Regions from separate parts of the Anser cygnoides genome. Here region 1 is linked to region 2. A link is a contact called in public Hi-C data. All regions are on one chromosome and are shown on one strand. The core of a region is the stretch at or near the end of the contact, and the rest is flanking DNA. Distances in the headings are between cores, read along the strand shown.

Region 1 (6,952 bases), core at 1,766-4,265, 140 kb after region 2:
TGGCAGCTAACTTCAGCTTCCTGAAGGGTGGGTGGATCAGTGAAAGGCATGAATAACTACTGAAGGAGACACTTCCCTAGGTTTTCTAATCATCTTTGTATTCTCTGATGCTCCTGGAGTTGGTGAATATTGAGGAATGACGTGATTTTGGTCACACTTTGCTACTCTGTACATAAGCCTTTCTGATTTCTTACCATCTGCTTGTGGGACTTGGTGAATGGCCAGAAATAAGCCAAAAGAAAACTTAGTTAAGAAAAAAAAAAGCAAGACAAATGCAAAATAAATTTGTAGACGTAAAAAAGAGGCATTTAGTGGCAATCATTAGGAATTCATCTAGGCATTTTGTATCCCCAAAGTCCCTATAGGATCACATCGGTGTAACATGAGGTACCTTGGAGTCATCACGGGTGGAGGAGGCGGTTGCTTTATGCAAATCTGGAGGCGTCTCAGGTAGCTTAGCTTCAGAGTGAGTACCAACATATTTCAGTCATAATGGCCTTCTCAAGTAGATAAAAGAAGGTAGCAACTTCCTTGCTTTATATCTAGATTCATTAGAAAACACTTTGAAACTATTGCTGTCCTTACTATGGGGTGCTTCTCTAGAGGGCAGGTTGTGCCACTGGGTACAAAGTTCTGAGGTGAGGTATTGCCTCTGATTGTTGCAATAGTTATGAAAGTGGCTTTCTTTTTCTTGGAGCCAAAAAATTATATCCCAGCTTGTGGTAATCTGAAAGAACTTGTTTCTTCTCTGATTATCTAGTACAATTCCCAATAACCACGGTGATTCAGAGGTGAGTACCTTAATATTCCTGAGAAACAGCTTTCAGAAAGTGCTTCTGATCCAGAGTGTGATTTATTAATTAAAAGATTTTATATGCACTTAAGTTGTGGTGCACAATGGAGTTTAAGAATCCCTTTGTTCATAAAGTTCAAAGGCACGTCCAGGCTACGTGCATAATGCTTGTGCTTCTTTAAATTTTTTCTTCATGTGCCAGACTTCTCAAACTAGCACTGCTGGCTGTAGGCCTAAGAGGTACAATGTTTTCAGGTTAAGCCCTTTTAAAATGCAAGAGTTTCTCCAGTTCCTTCCACTAGATGTCCTGTTTTGGGGTATCACTTCAATGGATAGTTTAATATTTCTTTCAAACAGATCTGTCTCATTACAGAAATGTACAGGATCCATTTCTTTTTTGTCTGTAGTCAGCCAACACTGCAGTAGTTGTTAAATATTCATTCTTTATCCATTATTCTGTCAAGCGACCTTGAAACCATCCTCTTGCACAGCTGTCTTTTGCCAGAGTGCCCATTAGCACTGAATTGTGGATGAGGCAAATGGGTAGTGCCCTTCATCTCCCTTCTGGTGTCTGCTGAGGAGCACCCACAGATGCAGAGGTGGGGAGGGAGGCACCTGTTTCCCCCGCAGCCGGCACGCTTCCCCATCATGTTTTATTGGTCACATCAAGATCTGCTCAACAGGGAAGCAGCATTTTAACAGACATCCTGTATCTGTTAATCCTATAAATCCACACACACAGACACACAAGTACATATGTACATACATAAACCCCTACTACAAATCCTGCTTCTTTTGTGTCCTATAAACAAGGCTGCTCCTGCTAATATTGAGATTTGATCAGTTCCCTTCTTTCTGAATTGTGCGCCTGCTCCTATCTGCCCAGGAGATGGAACTGTATTTCTAAGGGTAACGGAGTGCCAGAAGAGTTGGCAGAGCCACGAGGAGAGCACTAAATCCGCCTCGGCTCCTGTTACTAGGAAACGAGTTGGGCAACGCTCTTCGTGTCGCACCCAAGGCATGGATGTAACCTCTGCTTGTTTACTTGCAGGCGCTCGTGTTAATGCCAAGGACAACATGTGGCTGACTCCTCTCCACCGAGCAGTTGCTTCAAGGAGTGAAGTGAGTAAGATTTGATTACTCTGCTTTTGCACGTAAACTCCATGCTGGGGAAAAAAGCAAATCATTGAAAGCCACAGTAGGCAGCACAGTGACAAACGGGGAGAACATTTGCTGTGTGCAGGGCCTTTAGCATTGCAGCCAGAGGCCAACTTTTACCAGTTAATTATAGTTGCTTTTGAGCCTTTGATTTTCCCCCTGTTGGGATGCTTTGCGTTACTGTAGCAAGTTGTCCGGAGCAACCACCAGCTGGAGTGAGTGACCCTGGCTGAAGTGGAGTAGAATCACCGTGGTCTTCAGGGTCATTATCATCAAGTGATAAAATAAGGAGGAATAAACCCATACGGATGTGTTCATGCTGTGTATGTGCCAGGAGGGAGTGGATGTGTGTGTGTGTAATCCTACATGTATTACTGCACAGTTCATTTTGGTTAATTGCATTTCAAGGCATCCGTTAGCTTTTCTGTTAATTCACTTGATTCATGCATAAGGGAGGTATGCCCATATTTTTCTACTTGACAGCTAGAAATCTTCTGGCATCACATTGTACTCTCTCCATTGCTATTTCAAGAAGCAGCAACAGTAACTAACTGGAATGCAGCTCAGGCATGACTGCGTTTTCAACTGTACCAGTATTTTGGCTGTCCATTTTGGACCTTCTCCTATACTTCTGTCCTCCTAATACTTCGTTAACAGCAAGCCCAACTGCAGGCTGATTTGGCTGCTGGGGGCAAGGGGAGGGGATGCAGGAGAGAGAGAGGGTGGCTGTTTTCCAGGGACTGATGGACTTGAATCACCTCTGTAACAGTCCCAGTGCCTGCCAAGCCTGGAGGCAGGAATCCTGGGCTCGCTTCTGAACTCAGGCATTGTTTGGCTACTGGCTGAGCTTCCCAGCTGCTGGCAGCCACCAAAACCCGCTGAAAGGAATATCTGATAGGATATGAATGCTGTAATGAGACAAAATACAAAAAGCCATGTTGGAAAACAAAGATCAGACTTCAGCCTTAAAAAACAACTACGCTCTTTCTGATTCAGGAATTGCAGTATTTGGTTCCTTTTTTGGATGTGTCAGAGTACATGATTTTTATTTTCAATCACAGTTCTAACTGAAAATGCATGTCTTCTTGTGGGTTTGTCTCTTTTACTCTTTGGCTGCTGACAGCCAGTTTTAAGATGAGAAGCTCTTCTCCAGTGCTGGCAGTTCTGGTACCCCAGTGAGGCAGCAGGGGAAGGCGTATGGTATGAAAGAGTTAAGAGATTTCACTCTGATATCATGGGTTAGCTGGAAACACTGAAAACAGAGGCTTACGCTATAGCTGCGGACTGCATGCACATGTAGAAATTATGCTAAGAAAAAGGTCTAGCTCATGCTCTCAAAACCAATAAAATTAAAATTTCCCCATAAAGATTTTAACACTCTGTTAGTCTGATAGAGCAGCAGATCTGCAGATGTAAACAAAAATGTATACACACTTAAAAAACAAATAAAGTGTAACTATTATTAGCTTTGACTTTTCAGTCCTTATTGGTTAGTTTAAAAAATTCTTCCATAACTTTTTCCTTCCTTCATTAATAGTCAAATTGTATGATTTTTCCCGATGACTTCATGTCACAGCTGGATAGATCCCCAGTGAATTATATTTAAATGATTTTGAAAATAGTGGGCCTGTAGTTTAAAAAAAGAAAATCCTGTTGTGACATGAACAATATATCATTCTTGGTGTTTGAAGAGATGCAAACTGAACTAACTGAACAAATCTGTTAGATGACAGTTGGTGTAGAAAACAAAATTGTAGAAATTGTAGAAATTGATTGAGAACAATTGAGAACAAAGAACTAAAACTCCTAGTAATGGGATGTATTGTTGATACAGACTGCAGGCACTCTCTGGGGCATTTCTAGATACAAAAATGCTTTTTAAATGTACATATGATATATTTGTTATTTATTAATAAAACGTTGGCTGGACTTGCCAGAAAACTTTTCAGTTTATGGAAAAAGAATAAGGTAGTATAGGGCTACAGCTCTGCCGCTTCCCAGCTGTGAGTTGTAATTAGCAGACGAGGCTACTTGAATGCTACTGTGTCCCTGTGGTTCCTTTGTATTTTGTTGGTTTGTGGGGGGAAAAAAAGAAGAGAAGAAGCAATGTAATTTAGAGAGAAACTTTTTTAATCTGGCTTGCTTAATGGAAGTTCTATGAGTGGGAGCAGAAAAAAAGCTGATGGTAAATTCTCAAGTGAGACAGTCCCTCAAGAGAGAAGAATACATTTTCTCACAGGGAAATATTCACTTTTAACCAACAAAATGGTTCGTTTAACCTTAAAAGATGTTGTTTGGTCTCAGGCTGATAGAATGGATGTTGCAGTGAAGACTCTTGGCCTGTGCTCAGCCCTTAGGGAGGGAAGGAATGCTAATGGCAGCTGGGGACATACACCAGTGTCAACCTTTGCCTGTGATTCTCATGTTTTTGCAAAGCTAAAATTTTGTTTTTAGATATATATATATATTTTCCTTTTTCCTGTTTATAAATAAAACTTAGAGCGATTTACTGTGATTTCATTGTCCAAAATGACATGCTCTTCATTTTGTAAATAATATGTGTAAGAGGGTGCTCAGATAAGTCCATTTGTTTCTTAAGGTATAGCACAGTTAGGACGACTGAGGTATTGAGGGTTAATCAACCAAACAGGTTGGGCTGTCTGCATAGACAGCTTTGTATGTCATAAAATCTAATTTGGAAATTTTGATTGCAAGCACACTGCTCTGTGTGACAGCAAAGGTGATGCACAGTCTGGCATTTGAATGAGCAGTACTGTTTCAGTAACCTGAGAGGTTGTTTAGGTGAATGTTGTTCTCTTTCCCTCCTCCTGGCCATGCCTGGGATGCGTAAGTAAAATGCATACATAACATCACTGAGCTGTCAAGAATATGTGCGCTGTATTTATTCAAACTGCTTGTTTATAGCTCTTAAGTGCTCCCGTTGCAGGAAGCAGTGCAAGTACTGATTAAGCACTCAGCTGATGTCAATGCTCGGGACAAGAACTGGCAGACCCCGTTGCACGTGGCTGCTGCAAACAAGGCGGTGAAGTGCGCAGAAGTCATCATTCCCATGCTGAGCAGCGTCAATGTCTCTGACCGAGGTGGGCGGACGGCATTGCACCATGCAGCTCTGAATGGCCACATTGAGGTGAGTTGGTTAATAGCAAAATTGATCTTTGATTACTTATTTGGTTTTTCCTCTTTCAAATGTTTGTCCACTATGGCTGGGTCTGGACTGAGTCCCATATCCCTGACACCTATGATTGCTGTCATTCAGCTGCTTCCCAAACTGTGCCAAGTTACCTATCTACAGAAGTAAGAGTGGCAGGAAAGCATGTGTACAGAGCTGGCATGCAAGTGAACTGTGCATGCAAACTTGGGGAGCTGGCTGTGCCACCAGCCCTGGCAATTCGAGTGTGTCCTGGGCTATTTTGTGCTTAACTGCCTGAGAAAATAAGAGAAGAATGGAAAGAAGGAAAAACTGCTGGATTCATTTCATACTGAAAAAAAGTTCAGCTGTGTGAGATCCAGTCTGATTTTCTAATCAGTCTTCTAGAAAATTTGCTTCTTTTTTTTTTGAGATCATCCATACTGCTTCTCCTTACCTAATACAAGTAAACCCTTCTCTTATTACAATTTCTATACAAAAAAAAAACATAGTTTTGTAAATAAAGAACCTTCATAAATGGTTTTGATAGTCTTTAAATCTGTGTGGAAGGATTCTTCCAGCACCTGAAGTTCATCTAGAATAAAATGTCTTCAACTGGAACAGTAAAAATCCGTCAACAAAAGTTGATCAGTTGACACTGTAATTAAAAGAAGGAAAGGGAAGAGTAGTTCCTGTAAAACAATGATAGTGTTTGTCCTTTAAACTCCTGCTTTGGCCTTTTTCTAACTACTAATAGAAAAAGATAGTAATGCTTGAATCTAACAGTCATAATATAAAGTTCCTGATATTTTGGGTAGAGTATATCAGAAATTATAATTGAAATTATGCTGTTTATTAGATGATCTCTGTACTGATGGAAAAGCACTGTACAAGAGAAAAGCAAATATGCAGCTCTGTAATTTATGATTTCAGAATGTTTTGCTGGAGAAGAAACTAGTTGAATGCCATTCAGTTTTCTTTCTTTTTTTTACCTGATTTTTTTTTTTTTATTTCTAAATATTGGATGACTGATAATAGGGAAAGCAGCTTTTCACTTCTTAGCCATACTGCCTAAAATTTCAGTATCTCATACAAAACAGCCTGATTTTGTGATCCCAACTTTATCACTAGAATGGTTTGTTATAAGCTATTGAGTGTCTGATCCACATGGTTTGCTCTCATTACTACTAGATGGTGAACTTGCTGTTAGCCAAGGGGGCAAACATCAATGCTTTCGACAAAAAGGACAGAAGAGCTCTTCACTGGGCAGCGTATATGGGTAAGGCTCAGGTTGTTGTTCCTTGTTCTAATTTCCTGTTGACAAGCTGTCAGCATGTTTTACAGTGGACAAGACACAGACCTGTCCATGGAAGGTGAGAGATGTATTCACCCTGTTCAGGGAGGAGGTTGGCTGATTTAAATACACAATGCCCACTTAGTTGTGGTTTTTGGTCTTTTAATGACTGGAAAACCAATTCAGTAAAGAGAACTTTGACCCATCTGATGAAGGGGAATGTGTATTGCATGCATTTCTTGACCAGGTCTGGAGCTATAATTAAGAATATTTTGAAAATGATTTTTTTTTTCTTTGTAAAACTCTGGGAGCAGTGTGAAACATCAGTGAAAGGGCCAGTGCATTAGCAAAAAAGCAGTAATTTGTGGGTAGTGAGGCTGGTATACCTGTTGATACTCTTTTTCATTTTTTTGAAGGTCACCTGGAAGTTGTTGCCTTACTGATTAATCATGGTGCAGAGGTGACTTGTAAAGACAAGAAGGGTTACACCCCACTTCATGCAGCTGCATCCAATGGGCAGATTAATGTTGTGAAACACCTCCTTAACCTGGGGGTAGAG
Region 2 (6,957 bases), core at 3,302-5,801:
GCTACGTTAAGATCAGCACCAGCTCCAATTCCACCAGTTAACTTATATAGGAAAGTTACTTGCTTTCTACCTGCAAAGTGTTAGACTTCCTACTAAAGGCATCACCTGTAACAAGCTCTGTGCGTAGTGTTTTGAGGCAGGCTGTTTGTGGCAGGGTTGTTTGCTTTATCTTGCTACATACCAAACACCGTCATCTACTGCTAGATGATGATGGAAGTGAAGAAGTTAAAAAACGTCTGTTACTTAAGATAAAGCTCAATGTGTCCCAAAGCTAGTTGAAACAGTCTCCATCACTTTATCTGCGATAACACTTCTAAATTAGTCCCACAACTTTAGGCAAGCTTGTTGAAAATAATGTATTACTACAACTGAAATGTTGTTTCAGAAAGTAGTTCAAGACATTACACAGCTGAGGCTCAGTTTCACAGAGCAGTAGCAGAAACTGAGACATAAGCAGAATAGTTTTAAGAAATTTATTGTAAAGGCCTTTACAATCTCAGCACACAGATAAGGATATAAAAATGATGTTGTTTGGAATAATTAAGGCTGGTTGGTGGTCATCTGCATTTCACTGTTCAATGGAACTCAAGAAAGAGCAACCGACTTCTGACTGCACACATGTTTATTTGTGTTCCATCATTACAGTGAGATCACAAGTTATTTCAGAGATTCAATGCCTGCATATTATAAAATAAAGGACATTATTTACATGATGAAAGAAAGGATTTCAGCATTTTAGTGGAATGGATGACTGATACTGCAACCAACTTCAGTCCAGGTACTTCCCAAGGATGTCACCATCCCTAAACAAGTAGTAGTCCTGCAAGTAAAAGAAACATTACTTGTCACATGGATTGTTTTATCAGTTGTTTTGCAGATAACCATCTGGTTTTGAAGTCAGGGCTACTATATATCATGAAGTACAAAATCAAAGTGACCTAACTAAGACTCGTTCTACCTGTTGACTTCCATGGAAAGATTTTTGTTCACAGGACACAGTTTGGGCAGGCCATCAAGTTACTATTTTTAGTAGGAGGAAGTACAAGCACTGTCACAGGACAATTCTGTAAGCTTTCCCTGTCAAAAGCGAGGATACCCCCAGTAATTTCAAATCACTTCTGGCTTCTCACTGATACATGCTCAGCATATGAAGTCACTTCACCCACCCAACGAAGATAAAGCCAGATGTTTCTTTGGTTACTTTCTTTTAACCAGGATGGAGGTACCAAGTACTACAGGTGCAAGAATGTAACTTGATTCAGCCACTTTAATACCAATGGCATCTAGCGAATGCTGCTAATCCCATTAAATAACTACAGTATTTATTACTGACAGTGTGACGTTTTGGGAACCAGCTTAATGTGCATTCACGAAGTTGGGAAACCTACCTTATCTTCTAGTACAATCTTTGTACCCCCATATTCTGGTAACAAAACCTTTTCACCAACTTTAACACTCACTGGATGAATCTCACCATCCTGAAAGAAAAAAAAAAGGTCCTTGGTTTTCCACAAGTTAAACAGAGAGGACTAGTATCAGAGTTTCTCCATATTGCAATGATCTATCCACAAAAAGCATTCAAGATACCACATCAACTCTACATTTTATTTGTAGAGTGAAACTAGAATACATTTTATCTGTAGAGTTTCTTTCTTTCTAAAAGAGACAGATAAAGTCCACTTCCATATTCTAAAACCATGGCTAATTTTTCCAAGTGACAGTTACAAGTACTTTCCCATGTTTAGCACTGAAAAGTTACTCAAAGTAACACTGGCAAATCTATATCCTTTTTAGAACCATGCGATAAAGTTAAGTATCAACATATTAGTCAAATATTAGCATCATTTCACAATATGAAGTTTTGAAAAGCAGATAAAGAGACAAAAAAGCACGGTATCTATAGAGGACTCACAATTAAAGAAGCCCGAGTCAACATGCCCAAGTTAAATTTTAACCTGTTTTCTACCATTGGTACTAAATAAACACTGCTTTGGTGGAGAAAAAGAACTTCCAATGCTGAAGCCTGTTGCCACAGGCATTTCGAGACTGTGAAATGAAGTTAAGACCATCTTTTTTAAGATCTCAGATGAGCAGTCAACATGGCAAGTTTATGAAAGCTGACTTACCATTTCAATTCATTTCCTATTTTTTTTCTAGTGAACACAACCTTTAGAAACCATGATTGCACAGCACAAGGCAGTGAACACCACATTCTGCAAATCCACCCTGCTCATGAGCCACATAACTCTAGACATGTAATCATTTGAACAAAAAAAAAAGCCTACCACAGGCAAGGCATTGAAGGACTGAAGCAATTAAAAAAAGCCATCCCCCAAAACACTCAATATTAAAAGTCACTATTGTTTAAGGATGCTTGTAAATGTCAACAAATAATAATAAGTTTCCAAAAGCAAGTATTTTCCATTTTATAAATGACAAAAAAAAGACTGGAACTCAAGGTCAGAGCCAGCCAGAGGAACTTGGGATTTCTACATCCTCTTTGAATTTGCACTTCAAACTTCAGCCATTACCCTCATCCATTTTTGTCAGATATCTTAAAACTTGCACTGCAACCATCCCTTTCCCACTGTATTTTTCCAGCTGCTGCCAACACTATTACTAATTCTACCCAAATGTAATGCTTCAGGATATTTACCTTTCCTCTGGCTCCCGATCCAACTGCTACTACTGTTGCTTGTAGCACTTTCCCTTGAGCTTTTTCTGGAATCATGATTCCTCCTTTGGTTACAGTCTCTGCTGCACATCGTTCAACCAGAACACGATCAAACAGGGGAAGGAATTTCCTAAATGCTTTTCCTGCCTGTGGAAATAATTGTAAATAATTGAGAAGTAAAAACATTCCAGTAAAACTGCAATTAAAAGGTTTTTAAAACCATAGATTTCTCTTTTGAGAGATCAGAGGTTTATAAACCTGATGAGCATTTAGTTTTAACAGTGGCAAACACACACCATCTTCAATTGCATCAGATATCAATGAAGAAATGAGGAAAGCTGTTACAGCTGTTCCACGTTGCAAGGCCTCCACGTTGCAGCTGCCTCTCAAGCAGCCTTCAGAGGCACATATTGGGCAATGTTTGCAGTTGAGCCATACAAAGCTCCTGGTCCAGGTGAGGGAACAAACCACCATCAGGTGGAGCAGCCACCTCACGTGGCTGCAAGCACCACGTGCTTTTGATCCTATAAACGGTTAGTTACTATAGTTTGTGAGCACAGTTATTGATTATAGAAAACCTATTTTTAAATTCACAAACAGATTTAATGAAGATTAAGGACTTCTTAGGACAGTTGCATTCTTGTTTGTTGTAGTGGAGTCTTCTACAGTAAAGAAGTTAAAGTCTGGCCAGGCTCCACGTGTCAGTCTTTTTCAGGTAACTTCAAGACTAAACCTTTCACACGATGTGATACAACTTCTAAAGTTTGAAGTCTGAAGCAAGAGTGCTGTTATTTGGATAGATTTCTATAAATAAACTGCAACTTCACAAAAACATTTAGATTTATGTCCCTAGGAACAGGGAAACAAGCACATTCCTACCTTGACTGCTTTTCCTTCATGTAGGAGGATAGTCATAATCTGCCTCTACTTAAGGGTTAATTAGCTTTTTAAAGCACTTTACTGTGACTGGTTGCACAAACACAAGGACAGAATCCCAATAAGCAGGGATCAGGGAGAAGGAACTTGCTTTGATTTAGAAGGAAAGATATGGAGCCATGCCAGGTCACGTGGAGATAGTGCTCCATGAGACAGGTACCCTGGGCTCACAGGGAGCACGCTTATGGAAGCCACTAGAAGCGAGGGCCTGGTGTCCACGTGCCCCTCAGTGACACTCATCGGTATGTGCACACGAACTTTAAAAATAGGGCTAGTAAAGTCACAGACAAGAAAAGCGTATGAAAGCTGCCTCCCCCAAGAGGAGGGCCGATACTACCAGAAGAATAAAAAAAAGATAGAAAGAGCTGCCAATTATGATTGGGTTTGTTCTATAAAGTTAATATTGCTGATTTTTTTTTAAAGGGATGGTCGCTGTTTAGCTGAAACAAGCAACCAGACGTAAGAACAGAGGCATTTTACGCTAAGTCTTAAGAAATGCTACCTTCTTGCCCTCAAAAGAGCCATAAGGATGAACTGTAAGTGGAAGAATAAGGACAGCCCTACCCTTACCCAGTTCTCCTTCAAAGGCAAACCTAGACAGAAGGAGCTCATACAAGGCAGCGAATGAATGACCCGACACGCGATACCGGAGGCCTCGCTTCGACCTGCGGTTGTAGCAGGAGCACGTCGCAGCCCTGCCCGGCGGCCGTACAGCTGAGGGCCTGCTAAGGAACGCTGCACTAACGCTACTAGGGAGCCCAGGGCAGCCCGCGGCGACGCCGCGGCCCTGGCAGCTCCCCCCCGAGAACTCCATGACCTTGCGGCGCCGACGGCCCGCTGCGCTGCGAGCCCCCGAGCGGAGCGGCCCCACCTGCGGCACCCGGCACACAAGGGAGAGCCGCCTGCAGCGCCAGCCCCCTCCGGGGCACCGCGGCGGCTCCCCCCCGGTCCCCCCCCCCGGAGACAGCCGTTCCCCCCGGGACCCCGACACGTGTGGGCCGGGCCGGGCCGCCCGCTCTCACCATGCTGCTGCCGCCGCGCTGCCCGCCCCGAGCGCCCCGTGCCCGCCGCAGGAAGGGCAGCGCCTGCGCATGCGCCGCCAGCGGCCCAACCCCAGGGCGGGGCCCAGCCCCGCTCCCGTCGCTGCTGTCGTTACCCCGGCCCGGCCCCGCCCCCGCCCCACTCCGCTCCCGCCGCCGGGCCCGAGCCCCTCCAACCGCGTCCCGCTCGCTGCGGCCGCCGAAGGGGCCGTGCAACGCCCGGCCGGTGGCGGGGCCCAGCGGCGGTCCGGCAGCGAGGCGGAGCCGCCCCCTGACCCCGGGCGGGCACGAGCGTTCCAGAACGTTCTGGAACCGCCGGGCCCCGCAACCTGCACCCTCTGTGCCGGGGCACGGCGCGCATGCGCACGGCGCCCCGGAGCCCCTGAGGCTGCGGCGCGCAGGGCTGAGCCGGGCCGGCCATGCAGGTTCCCGGGCCCGGCCGCGCGGGGCCCGCCGTGGGCGGGCGCCCGGCGAGGGGCGGGGCCGAGGCAGCGGGAGCTGAGCGCCGCCCGCCCCGCGCGCACAGCACCCGCACGCTGCCCGCCTGCCCCGCACGGCCCCGCCGGTGAGAGCCGGGACGCGGCCCGGGGGAGCTGGGGGCTGCGCTCAGCCCCAGCTGCCCTCAGGGTGGCCATTAACGTCCTGAGGGGGCGCGCGCCGGGCGGCCGTTACGGGGGGGGGGGGGGGCAAACCGCGTGTGTGAGGCCTGGCGGCGGCTCCGGAACGCGGCTGGGGCCAGGGGCAAGGGCGGTGGGGGGGTGTCGGCGGGGGTGTCCTGGTGCTCCTGGGGCTCGTGGGGCTGGCGGCCCCGCGGCCGTGCAGCGCGGCCCGGCTGGCGGCAGGGGGCGAGCGGCGCTTGACCTTGCGGCGCGTGTCCTGCGAGGCGGCGTGGCCCGGCCGGCCGCCGGGGCCTCGGGGCCCTGAGCACTGGGTTGGCTGCGGTGGGCTTCTGCTCTTGTTCTTGTTCGGGAACTGGCTCTGCTAAACCTGACAGTTATTTGCTTTTTTTTTTTTCTTTTTCGTTTTGCAGCCATGCTCCGTTTACCTGCAGTGCTCCGTCAGATGAGGCCAGTGTCCAGAGCACTCGCCCCCCACCTAACGCGAGCGTATGCCAAAGATGTGAAGTTCGGAGCAGATGCCAGAGCTCTTATGCTCCAAGGAGTAGACCTCCTAGCAGATGCTGTAGCAGTCACCATGGGGCCAAAGGTAAGCAAAGACTTTGCATTTGTTTTGTGTTAACGCTTTGGTCTGGCTGAAAACAGATAGATAGAGAACAGTTTTTCCTAGGTGGAGCTGTGTTATTCCCATCTGTGTGCCTGTAACGGAGCTGCAGGGGCATGGGCAGGCAGCTGCAGGCAGCCATATTCTCATTCAGTCACCTCCCCACGGGCACAAAGTAAGATGGATCTGAACACTGTGGAAGGTGCTGCACGTTATTGGGAACGGTTTGAAATAAAATAGGTCAAGGGGGCATGCATGACTAGTTACTCTGGCTCATTTGATAGCCTGTAACAATGTAGTAGATAATTAATCCGACTCACAACATAAGTAGTTAAATTAGTTCTATTTCTTTGAAATATGAAATATTTTTTTGTATAGTTTTGCCTTCTAGAAGTAACAAAGTAGAAGTACTAAAAGCATAATGTTGAGTTTTCGGTTGACTGGTAAATGTTACCAGCTTAAGTGAAAATTCATGGTAGTGGCCTTCATTTTATGTTGCCTGTAGGGCAAATTGTAGTCTGATTCCCTTCAAGTTTTAGGCTGTTTTGAAAGCTAGCTGTTATATTCTGCATAGTCATACAGCATGCAGTAAGGCTTGAAACAAGGCTCCTTTTTAAGGAAGAGACATTGATTTTTTTCAGGTTCGTAGGAATATCTGTTCCAAGTGGTGTGTCTGTAATGGTTTCTTTGGAATTTAGGTAGTAGGTAGTAGTGACCGGGTGTTAGTGGGGTGGGTGGGATAGTGGTGAAGTACCTGCAAGCTGCAGTTCTGCAGCTTTTGAGGCTTTTTAATTAGTTACATTGAATCACTTTAGCTTCTTGATAGGATTAACATAGTGACTGTTTTGTCTGTTCTCTAAAGTATGCTCACTACATCTCAGAATACTTGTGGAAGCTTTTAACAAAGGCACAGTTCAGCTCTTTGAAGCTTCTAGTTTGTCAACTTTAAGTACAACTTTGAAATGATATATTTGAAATAAAGTAGACTAAATGAAATGAAGGTAGGAGGTTCAGCACATACGATAACAGCGTGTGCGTGGTAGATCTTGTCAAGGCTGCTTGGCCTCTCTGAAATTATTCTTTGCA

What was found. A called contact is a pair of places that touch in the nucleus more often than the background predicts.
Region 1: a Hi-C map of liver shows a contact between it and region 2, with 2.5 times the contacts expected there. The contact joins the enhancer-like site here to the promoter of LOC106039999 in region 2. A contact is called at or near these places in 2 of 7 Hi-C or Micro-C datasets (both in liver).

The regions. Positions count from the first base shown.
Region 1 is chr6:3,220,041-3,226,992 of Taihu_goose_T2T_genome, forward strand. ANKRD44 (ankyrin repeat domain 44) reads left to right here. Exons shown (of 29, transcript XM_066999926.1): 4 at 1,845-1,915; 5 at 4,899-5,099; 6 at 6,291-6,378; 7 at 6,810-6,952. Among named protein-coding and RNA genes, the nearest start is that of PGAP1, 61 kb to the right of the region's middle. Within about 2 kb of position 3,016, at least 1 of the 3 cell types and tissues checked has open chromatin away from gene starts, as enhancers often do. A contact at or near this core is called in liver, where this site is marked.
Region 2 is chr6:3,076,568-3,083,524 of Taihu_goose_T2T_genome, forward strand. It overlaps LOC106039999 (MOB-like protein phocein), which reads right to left and starts at 4,552. Exons shown (of 9, transcript XM_066999961.1): 1 at 3,554-4,552; 2 at 2,657-2,821. The coding sequence starts at 3,589. HSPD1 (heat shock protein family D (Hsp60) member 1) reads left to right here and starts at 5,059. Exons shown (of 12, transcript XM_066999956.1): 1 at 5,059-5,215; 2 at 5,681-5,856. The coding sequence starts at 5,683.